2 separate regions of the Zea mays genome follow, and region 1 is linked to region 2. A link is a contact called in public Hi-C data. All regions are on one chromosome and are shown on one strand. Each heading gives the region's core, a stretch centred on a gene start, on an enhancer-like site or on the middle of the called end of the contact. The rest is flanking DNA. Distances are from core to core; before and after follow the strand shown.

Region 1 (5,147 bases), core at 587-3,086, 180 kb before region 2:
GACCAAGCCGCGGTAGCAATTCCTTGACTTCCCTGCAGATATGCCCTTGGATATGATCCGGCTGCGTGAATTCTTCCCCTTGTGGATCATTTTTGTCCCTGTGTCTGCTTGTTGGCAATCCTTTGTAAGCGCAACCGAGTAGAATTCTCCAACACTATCGTCCCCGATGAGCTCGACGCTTGGGTACTTCCATGTAATAGCAGATCCAGTCTCAACCTGTGTCCATGAGATCTTCGAACCATGCCCTTTGCACCGTCCCCTCTTTGTCACAAAGTTATAAATGCCTCCTTTGCCCTCCTCATCACCAGAGTACCAATTCTGCACCGTGGAGTACTTGATCTCTGCCCCCTCCTCACACACAAGCTCCACAACCGCAGCATGGAGCTGATTCGAGTCGTAAGCTGGTGCAGTGCAGCCTTCCAAATAGCTAACTGTGCTTCTCTCATCGGCCACAATCAGAGTCCTCTCAAACTGACCGGTCTCCTTGTCGTTGATCCTGAAGTAGGTCGAGATTTCCATGGGGCAGACTGTGTCTTTGGGCACGAAGCAGAAGGACCCGTCGCTGAACACCGCTGAGTTGAGAGCGGCATAGTAGTTGTCGCCTGGCGGTACGACGCTGCCCAGGTAACGCCTGATAAGGTCCGGGTACTCGCGGATGGCCTCGGAGATGGAGCAGAAGATGACGCCCTTGGCCATGAGCGCTTCGCGGTGGGTGGTGGCGATGGAGGTGGAGTCGATGACGGCGTCAACGGCGACGTTGGAGAGGCGCTTCTGCTCGGTGAGCGGGATGCCGAGGCGGTCGAAGGTCTTGAGCAGCTCCGGGTCGACCTCGTCGAGGCTATTGAGCTTGGGCTTGGTTTTGGGCGCGGAGTAGTAGCAAATGGACTGCAGGTCCACGGGCGCGTACTCGTTGTCGCTCCAGGTGGGCTCGACCATGGTGAGGAAGCGGCGGTAGGCGGCGAGGCGGAAGTCCAGCATCCACGCCGGCTCCGCCTTAAGCTCCGAGATGCGGCGGACGGTGGCCTCCGACAGCCCCTTGGGGATGGAGAAGGACTCGAAGTCGGATACGAACCCGTACTTGTACTCCCTCTTCAGAAGCTTCTGCAGCGCATCCGCCTCATCCTCCGCCGCGGCGGCCTGGGACGACGACGGAGACGGCTTCTGCGGGCCCGTCTGTACGGCCACAACCGAGAGGCGGCCGCGCCGGCGCAAGTTGGCGCGGCGTCCGGAGCCATAGGACGCGTGCCCTATCCCGAGCTTGGCGGTGAGGGCGCACGGCGAGAAGAGCGAGGAGGAGGAGGCCATGGGTGCGGCAGCCGGGGCGGAGCGAAACCGAATTGGGGATGGGGAGGGAGCGTGCGAGACCGAGAGTCCGAGACCGGGGAACCGGGGGTCGTTGAGTGGCTGGAGCCGTGGAACTGGTGCACGATGCGCGCTGGCGTGTACAGACCGCGTGGGAGGCCGGCATTGGTGAGCGCGGTCCGGGCAGGGCTACGCGGGTGAGGGAGGGGTGGTGTGGCGGCCGAGAGGCAGAGCACGGCACAGATGTGGTTCGCTCCCAACGCGTGGCGGTCTCCAGAGGATCGGGCGCTTTACCGGCTCACCGCAAACGCGGCGGCGAAAGCGCCTTGGTCGATCTCGAACGACCGCCCCTGCAGCTGACGGATCAGGACAGGCAAGAGATGATCCGACGGCCAGCGCCATCCACGCTACTCCGATCTCTCAGGTCTGCAGCCTGCGGATTGAACGGGACCACCGTCCCGGGCCGGCCGCCGACCCACACCCCACCCGCCATGGGCGGCGTCCAACGAAATGCGCTTGTTAATTCGCCTCACTTCTCGCTGTGGTCACCACGCTTCACATCTCGCGCGGTAGCGTCCGACAGGCATGGCCGCCTCCTCCCTGCTCCGGTCGTTCACCCGCCGCAGCTGCGCGGGCCCGAGCGCTTTCGCTTACCGCCACCACCAACGACAGCAACCTTGGTCTCCCTTCTCCACCAGCGCCGCTGCGGTCACGCAGGACGAAGCGGCGAAGAGGTTCCCTGGACTAGGGCCGACGGCGAAGGGGGAGAAGGCCAGGGTGGTGGTGTTGGGGACAGGGTGGGCGGGGTCTCGGCTAATGAAGGACCTCGATACACAAGGCTACGACGTGGTCTGCGTCGCCCCGCGCAACCACATGGTGTTCACGCCGCTGCTCGCCTCCACCTGCGTCGGCACGCTCGAGTTCCGATCCGTCGCTGAGCCGGTCGCGCGCATCCAGCCCGCCGTGTCCAAGTCGCCGGGCTCCTACTTCCTCCTCGCCCGTTGCACCGGCGTCGACCCCGACGGCCACACGGTGAGCCGCCCCCCATTCTGTTTAGGTGTGACCGTGTCGATGGCACCAATAGCTGTTGCTTTCACATGTGTCTGTGGTGCGGCCATCAGTAGTGTTCCCAGATTCTTGGAGAAATGCCCAAAGGGCATTTATGCTAGTAGTAGGCATGTCTGCTTTTTACCTTTTCAGTAGATCGGGGCCTGGTGGTGTATCGGAAGGAAAAGGAGGAATCTATACATCATAAATTCATGAGCATGTTCAGCACTCAGCAGCCTAACATTTTTTACATCAAAGTACAAAGTTCAGGATCAATCATTTGTTCTGGCTCGTTGAACACTATGGTTAGTTTGGATCTTTTTATGTACTGTGAAGCCTTGGATCGTTTCCCTTGAACCAAAAACATTTACAATGCATGAGTGTCACCACTCTATGTCTTGAATGTTTGTGAATACTCTGATCCACATTATGCACATGGTTCATCATTTTTCTAGTTCATCTGGCACCATTAAGTAGTGTGTGCATAGCTTCTTAACTTGCTTCGGAGTTTTTCTGGATCAAAGGTTGATGCTTTTCAAAGAGTTGTGCAAAGACATGGATGTTTTACAAAGTTACTATCTACTTTGATCTAGTATAAAGATATATAGACCCTGTATTAACTTTACATGTCCAGCTGACACAGTGATGCTACATGGCCATTTGCCTCCAACATTTGTTTTTTCTATGTGCAGAAGTTCTGTTCTGTCTATTTATCCACCTCCTTTTTCATTTAGATTGATTGCGAAACAGTTACAGATGGTGAGAAAGATTCCTTGGAGCCATGGAAATTCAAGGTTGCTTATGACAAGTTGGTTTTTGCCTGTGGAGCTGAGGCATCAACTTTTGGGATACATGGTGTTACCGACCATGCAATCTTTCTTCGCGAAGTTCATCATGCTCAAGAGATTCGGAGACGGCTCCTCCTTAATCTGATGTTGTCTGATCTCCCTGGTATGCTTGCTTTAACTTTACTTTTTTGGCATACTACATATGCTAACCACCCCTCACTGGAACAAAACTTCTATGGTACACATTATATCTCATTCTTACTTTCTTAGGGTCTGTTTGGTTCAGCTGTAGATTCCTGATAATCTAATTCTAGCTATGCGCAGTGAGAAATCTGCTGTGAGCTGACGATTGTGGAAAAAACTGAAATTTGTTTGGTTGAAACAACTGTCAACTACAGATTTTATAAGAGAATGACAACTTGTAATATGGATGATAGGTATCTGGAAAATCTGGGGTAGAGGGTGATTTTGAATTGAACTAGAGAAATCTGCCGTTTTGGTTGGGATTCCAGATTTTTGGCAGTGAATCCGATTCAGAAAGCTGAACCAAACACACCCTTGATGTTCTATTTTATAACTGCCTGATGAAGTAGAATCCAGAATACAACCAGGTGGGGACTTAATTTGTTGGGTGTGAAAAAACATAAAGTGTCTTGGCTTTTCATACCTAAATATCCACTTGATTATTGTTAAGCACTGATAGACCAATGCAATATGACTAAACAGGAATTTCAGAAGAAGAAAAGTGCAGATTATTGCACTGTGTTGTTGTTGGAGGTGGTCCAACAGGGGTGGAATTTAGTGGTGAACTTAGTGATTTTATTATACGAGATGTCAAACAACGTTATTCACATGTGAAGGATTATATTCATGTGACCCTGATTGAGGTTTGTGCTGTTGTTTTTCTAGTTTACCGTTTATTTTTTTAACTGAGCACTCTGATATCAGTTAACTTGTCTTATCATTTCAGGCAAATGAGATATTGTCATCATTCGATGTTCGGCTCAGGCAATATGCTACAAAGCAACTAATTAAGGTTAACAGATTCTTCTCTGCATAATGCCATATCACTTTTGCCTACAAGGCTTCCACAGACCAATGTTTTGAAACTGCAGATTTCCAAATATAGCACACTGACAATCACATAGATATGAATGTTATATATCTGCTAATTGTTTGGATGCTGTTATTTCTCATATTATTTGGCATCTGAAAAATAAGATGTTTGTGTATGTTCACCCACCAGTCAGGTGTTAGGCTTGTGCAAGGAATTGTTAAGGATGTGCAGCCCAACAAAATAATTCTTGACAATGGAGAGGAAGTTCCTTATGGTTTACTGGTATGGTCCACCGGAGTTGGTGCTTCACCATTCGTTAAGTCATTGCCATTTCCTAAGTCACCTGGTGGAAGGTATAATTCTTTTGTGTCTGTGAGCATCACATATTGAGTCAGTTATGCATGTTTATGCCTGTGTACACACATTTATACGAGTAACTGTATGTCTATGTACCATCGTATACTGACTGGGAAGCAAGTTAGATAATCTGCACGCAAATTATCTTATGTAGTTTGTGTGGGTATTATGTGTTTGAACTTTGAAGCAAATACTGATGCCATATTACTGTCCTGTTCTAGGATCTTTACGAGGTTTTTCAATGTTGACAGGATCGGTGTCAATGAGTGGTTACGTGTCCCTTCTGTTCATGATGTTTATGCCATTGGTGACTGCAGTGGATTTCTCGAGAGCACCGGCAAGGAAGTTCTCCCTGCTTTAGCTCAGGTAGTACAAGTCAGTTACAGAAATGTGCACAGTACTATGGCGGTATGGTCATCCTGCATTGCTTTCTGAAGCACTGGGAAAAACAGATTTGGGAAGGGAACAAATGAAGGGATATACATGAAAGAAATGAGTTGCAGATATTTCTGTTCCACTTCCGTATTTATATGATTCGGTTGTTTACATTCAGAAGAAGAAATGCTGTTGAGCAAGATTTTTTTTTTCACTCGCCC
Region 2 (5,309 bases), core at 2,101-4,600:
CATCATAAATACTAGTAGTTTTTTTTTCAAAAGTAAGTGAAATTAAGAATGGCTCGACTTGATATGTAGCTAGAAGAACGTCATTCCTTTTTTTTACCAAATGGAATTAGAAGTCCATTACTCGGGTTCTGGGCTCGGATAATAATGAGCGAGTCATCGGTAAAAAAACGAGGGATGCTAAGAGCACCTTAGCAAGTCTTTTTTATTCCAGCAGGGCGTTCCTGGCTTGGCCATCCTCCACCGACGCAGGGTCAGCCTGCGCACGACCGACACAGCTTCTCTGTGGACGGAGGTGGCCCTACGTCGTGTCCAACGCCGGCGGACGAGCAGTCCAGGCGTTCCAGCGCCCGCTCGGTCCCGGTAGGCAGCGAACACGCGTGGTGCAGCTCCACAAGTGAGGTGGCGTAAACGCACAGGAGACCCGTAGAAAAAATGTACTCGTTTGCGACGCGTCAAAAAAATCTATCAAAAAAATAAAAAATGTAATAAACAAATCAGTTGCAAAAGAAAAAAAATCTAGATGAGAAATAAATCTGGACGGACAAATCTGTAACAAACAAAAAAATCTGGACAACAAAAAAAACGGTAACAAATTCTAAAAATATTGAACACCCACAATGGGGCTCGAACCCACGACCTCATGGCTAAAAACCTTGTGCTCTACCAACTGAGCTAAACAAGTTTTGTTGTTACATATCCGAGCTCGGCGTCATAGATCTTGGCGCCGAGCTTGGTTCCACGTCGACGCCACGTCGTCCGGTTGTGCCAGCGCAGCACGTACCTCGGCGCCATAGCCTATGGCGCCGAGATGTGTTACCTCGGTGCCATAGGCTATGGCGCCGAGCAAAGGGTCCAAAAATGACATTAAAATTTTTTAGGGTCTAAACGTGAATTTTTTTTCGAGAAAGGGCTAAAATACAAAAAAAAAAAAAAAATTGGCGGTGAGGTGAGGGAGACCGGCCTTTGTTTTCGGCTTTTCGCGTCGCGTCTCGCGGATTTCCACGTCCTTCTCTGGACGCGACCGCCGACGCGAGTGACAGGGACTCGAGCCAGTCATTCTGGCTGCAGGTTGTGGCTGTTGTTTGGCTCTGATCTTAACCTGCCTGATTCAGAATCTGTAGCACAGCCCGTGCCAACGCTTACCCCCTCTGCCAGTCTTAACCTGGAGGTCTCGCACACGAGCCGCGCGCCATTCGTGAGTTCTCTCTCTCTCCCTTTCTCCAACACGATGCAGCAGGTCCGACCTATGATGACTGACTGCTACTGGTACGTAGTCGCCAAGAACAACGAATCAGAATTAAGTGCAGTAATGCTTCTCCTAGCTACGCTACGCCATCAACAGCAACAGCCTCAGGACGACGACCGGCCGGTGCATGCATATACAATCATCATCCGTCTGGTGCAGCAAAATTATTCCTTCCTTGATGAGAGATTTCTCAACAATAATAAATAAAAAAAGAAAACTCTCTAATTGTCCTGATGTAAAGGAAAAGGACCTAACTTCCGCAACTACCGCGCCCGCCTGTGAATATAAATCGTCGCTTTCTGATGTGTCCCTGTCGGAGGAACACGTTGCTTCAGTGTCCAGCAACGGGAGTCCGCGATACGTACGTACGTACTGCCGTGCATGGTTGCTTCATGTGGAATAAATACTCACTCGTCAGCGTCGATCTCGATTAGCGAAGCCGCTTTATTTCTTGAAAAGTTTCCATGGCAATGATGCGTAAAGTACTTGCTTGCCTCACACAAGTAGTTCCATCGTCTGTGTAGCTAGGTCTGGTGATGGATGGCGACACCCAGTAGGTGAGCAAAGTACCTATACACTGCAGGTGGTGGTATTGATTGCTACGCTTCAAGTCCGCGTTTACGTCTCAAGATAGATCTGGCTTGGCTTGTGTTGAATGGTTGAAGCGGCAAAGAGAGAGCGGCCGTATAGGCGTATAGTAGTAGCGCTCCCCTACTGTACTGAAAGACCGTCGGGAGACTTTGCCCAATTTAAGCATAGCGACTGTAGCCGTTGTCCAAGCTCGCCATGTACTCGTTCGTAGTCACTCGATTGGCCCACCCCGCCAATCATTGCTTGCGTACCCAGGGGCCGCGGGCACCTCGGCGCGCCAGGATTCTGGATCCGCCGCGGCGCGCAGCATCCATCGGTCTCTATCGGTCCCCTACCTGCACCGGCAATGCAGATCACGGGAGAGGGGGACGGGGGGCTCCAGTGCGGTGCCGGCCGCTCTCTCCCTCTCCAGGCTGAGCTGGGGTGCGGTCGATGCCGAGCGGCGGTGCGGTGAGGCGGCCGGTTAATAAATTTTAGTTCAACATTACGGCCCTGTTTGGGACAGCTGCTGCTTGTTGAAAAAGCAGCTTATCTGATAAGCTGGTAAAAAGCAGCTTCTGCTTGTTGGCTGCTTTTAGTTCATTTTGAGAAGCAGCTGAACTGATAAGCTGCTGCAGAAGCTGCCTGTTTGGCAGAACTTCAGCTTAAATTTGTGAAGAAGCTGAAAATAAGCTGTGCCAAACAGGGCCTACATATAAACATTACTACTCCGTACATTATAAACCGTGGGCTATACTACTAAACTTGCTTTTGCTGGGTTTGGTTTGGCCGTGCGGGGTCGCCTCTCGCGCTTTTGAGCTTTTCTGCACCCGACCACCGACCGGCGCGGCAGCGGGGATTGTGTTGCGTTGCGAATGAGAGGGGGGAGGAGCTGGGGCCTCGCCTGGGCCCGGGCCGCCGGGCGGCATCCGCGTGGCCCCCTCTCCACATCAGTTGCCTTTTCCTGCAGGCCCATTGGAACGGGCCGCTAGAGGGGGCAGGGGCTCCACGCGGACTCCTCTTGCTTTTTCCCTCGTTGAAAAGTTGAAAAGCGAAAGAAAGTATGTTGAGTAACCCCACCGAGTTTAGTTTATATCGATGGATTTTGGAAACTGGTAATTGGCATTTGGCAACCCTTCAAAAATGGGCACAGCTACGCAGGGGGGCCTTGTCAGGTCTGCGACTATCTGCGACATATCATGAATCATTTCAAGTTTTCAACCGAGCGGCAGAATTTTGGTCATCAAGCAAACAAACAGGTGGTGTCGCCGGGGTGACAGAATCTGATGGCCTCAACTATACTACTATACTGTACTGCCTGTCTATCTACACATGGCCAACCGCCGCGAAGGCCGAAGAAGGTGCGGAAAACGCAACAGCTGCGATCCGTGCGCCTGTGCACTGCAGTACCAGTACAATCCTCTCTCTCCCTCTCTCCTCTGACTTCGCTGCCTCCCTCCTCGTCCGTCTCGCCCGGTCGTCTCACCCAAAGACTCCTCCCGCTTCGCTTCCAAGTTCACGCACCCCACCCCACCCCACCCCAATGGCGACGCAGCCGCTTCCGCTTACAGCACCACGCCGCGTGCCGCGCGCCTGAGCGAGAGCCCGCAAGAGCACCCACACGCCACACCAGCCGCGCGCCTACGCGGCGCATGGCGGCGCCGGGGCTGGACCAGGTCATGGCGTTCCTCACCGACCACGGCTTCGCCGGCGCGGCCTCCGCGCTCCGTGACGACGTCCTTGCGCGCACCGCCGCCGGGGACGAAGGTCACGACGCTGCATTAGGTCCCCGTCTCCCCCCGCTCCGGATGCCCGCCGCCGGTACCGGCTCCGGCTCTGGCGCTGGCTCTGGCACGCCGGCGCCCGCGAGCCCCGGCTCCAGCTCCGGTTCGGCGTCCTCGTCAGCTTTCGTCAGCATGCGCTCCACGCCCTCAGGTACCCAAGGCACGAGCACGAGGCATTTCTGTCGCTTGCTTTATTTAAACCCTCTTCTCCTTGCTTTCCGTGGCCGTATCAGTCACACAGTCTCGATCTGTGCGCCGATATGCCAGTGGCTATGGCTTTGGGGCCGATTCGGCGCTGGTAGTTCGATTAGCTCATGGGTTTTTTCTTTTTCCTGTGGAGATGAACTTTATGTAACATAATCGATTTTCGATTTTGTAGGAGAGCTGTTAAACCTCTCCGGCTCCGCCACTTTCGTTTCCGTTTCTGCGCTTGGTTTGGTGCCGAATTTTCTGCACATTTTACCAATTCTGAACGAAAACTCCCTTTCTGTTTTGCCGACTGTAGGGCTGTTGAATCCGTATGGGCTATGGTCGCCGAGGCACTCGCAGTCGGACGTGTCTTCATCGGAGATGGAGTTTGGTACAGCGCGCCAGTACGACACCACCGACCTCTTCTTCCAGGAGGACTGGCTCTACGACGATCACCTCTTCCCTAGCAAGCTGGACGATGAGGACGACGAACGCGAGGAGGAGGACAAGTTTGTACTGGATGCTCACGGTGGTGCCTCAGCGCAGACAGAGATAGGCAAGCTCGGTGCAGGCCATAACCACCGTCATGAACACATCGGTGGTGACCGATGTGAGGGTTGCGCTGAGGTGTACACATGCTCATCGCCACTCTGCGGTTGCTGTGGAGGGGGACTCAAGAATGACGGGCTTCATGTGGCCAGGAGCTCAAGCTCTACTGTGTATGGGAGATACCAGATCATGGATGACCGGACAGAGACAATGGATGATTGTGCGCAGGATGGGTTTCAATTGAAGCAGAGTGGAGATATTATGTTTGAATGTGGTATGCAGAGGGATCCTGGACGAGGAGATGATGATTCAGACCTGAGTGTTGTGGAGAAGGAGCTTCAAATGCTCAGTTCATTTGATACTGATGCTGTTACGAGTAAGTACTTCTCCAGCCTTACAATGTAGTTCGTCTCTTCAATTGGTTCAAAAAAAAAGGGTGGTTACCTTCGCAGTATATAGTTTGTCCATTATAGCCCACTTTATGGCCACAGATAATGTGTATCTGTTTATTGAATTTAATGTACCCGGAAAAGGGGAATAAATAATAACAATGAAGAGGTTAGATTCTGCGGAGTTGCCTTCTGAAAGCCAAAACTCTGTTGCAAATTGGTTGTGTGTAGTTTAATAAATGGAGGGGGACTTGTTATACTAGACGATAGTCAACATTTACAGTTCCTTTACCATTTTATGATTATATTTCTCATGGATTATCTCTGGAAGTTTAAACAATCAGAGTTTGTTTATGTTGGCAAACGATGATCTGCATTTTTTAACAAAACTTTGGTTAAACAATTGCTATATACAATCAGAGCGTTAAAAACACAGATTTCAAGTATGATGATCTTGTTTTTAACGTATTTGCAATATAGCCAGGTCCAACCTACTATTTGATCAATCTTATTAAAATAATATTGGTCCATCTTTATATTTGTGAGTAATTTAGTATCAGTTGTCCATTTGTCCTGGTTCTT

What was found. Hi-C and Micro-C count contacts between places; a contact is called where the count stands out from the background.
Region 1: a contact with region 2 is called in a Hi-C map of leaf, with 4 times the contacts expected there. The contact joins the promoter of LOC100382694 here to the promoter of LOC100191468 in region 2. A contact is called at or near these places in 2 of 25 Hi-C or Micro-C datasets (ear and leaf).

The regions. Positions count from the first base shown.
Region 1 is chr8:176,226,185-176,231,331 of Zm-B73-REFERENCE-NAM-5.0, reverse strand. LOC100382694 reads left to right here and starts at 1,836. Exons shown (of 8, transcript NM_001175418.1): 1 at 1,836-2,334; 2 at 3,084-3,300; 3 at 3,864-4,024; 4 at 4,108-4,173; 5 at 4,384-4,547; 6 at 4,803-4,917. The coding sequence starts at 1,888. It overlaps LOC100275561, which reads right to left and starts at 1,358. Exons shown (of 2, transcript NM_001149615.3): 1 at 1-1,358. The coding sequence starts at 1,305.
Region 2 is chr8:176,042,808-176,048,116 of Zm-B73-REFERENCE-NAM-5.0, reverse strand. It overlaps LOC100191468, which reads left to right and starts at 3,350. Exons shown (of 8, transcript NM_001136901.1): 1 at 3,350-3,751; 2 at 4,106-4,714. The coding sequence starts at 3,469.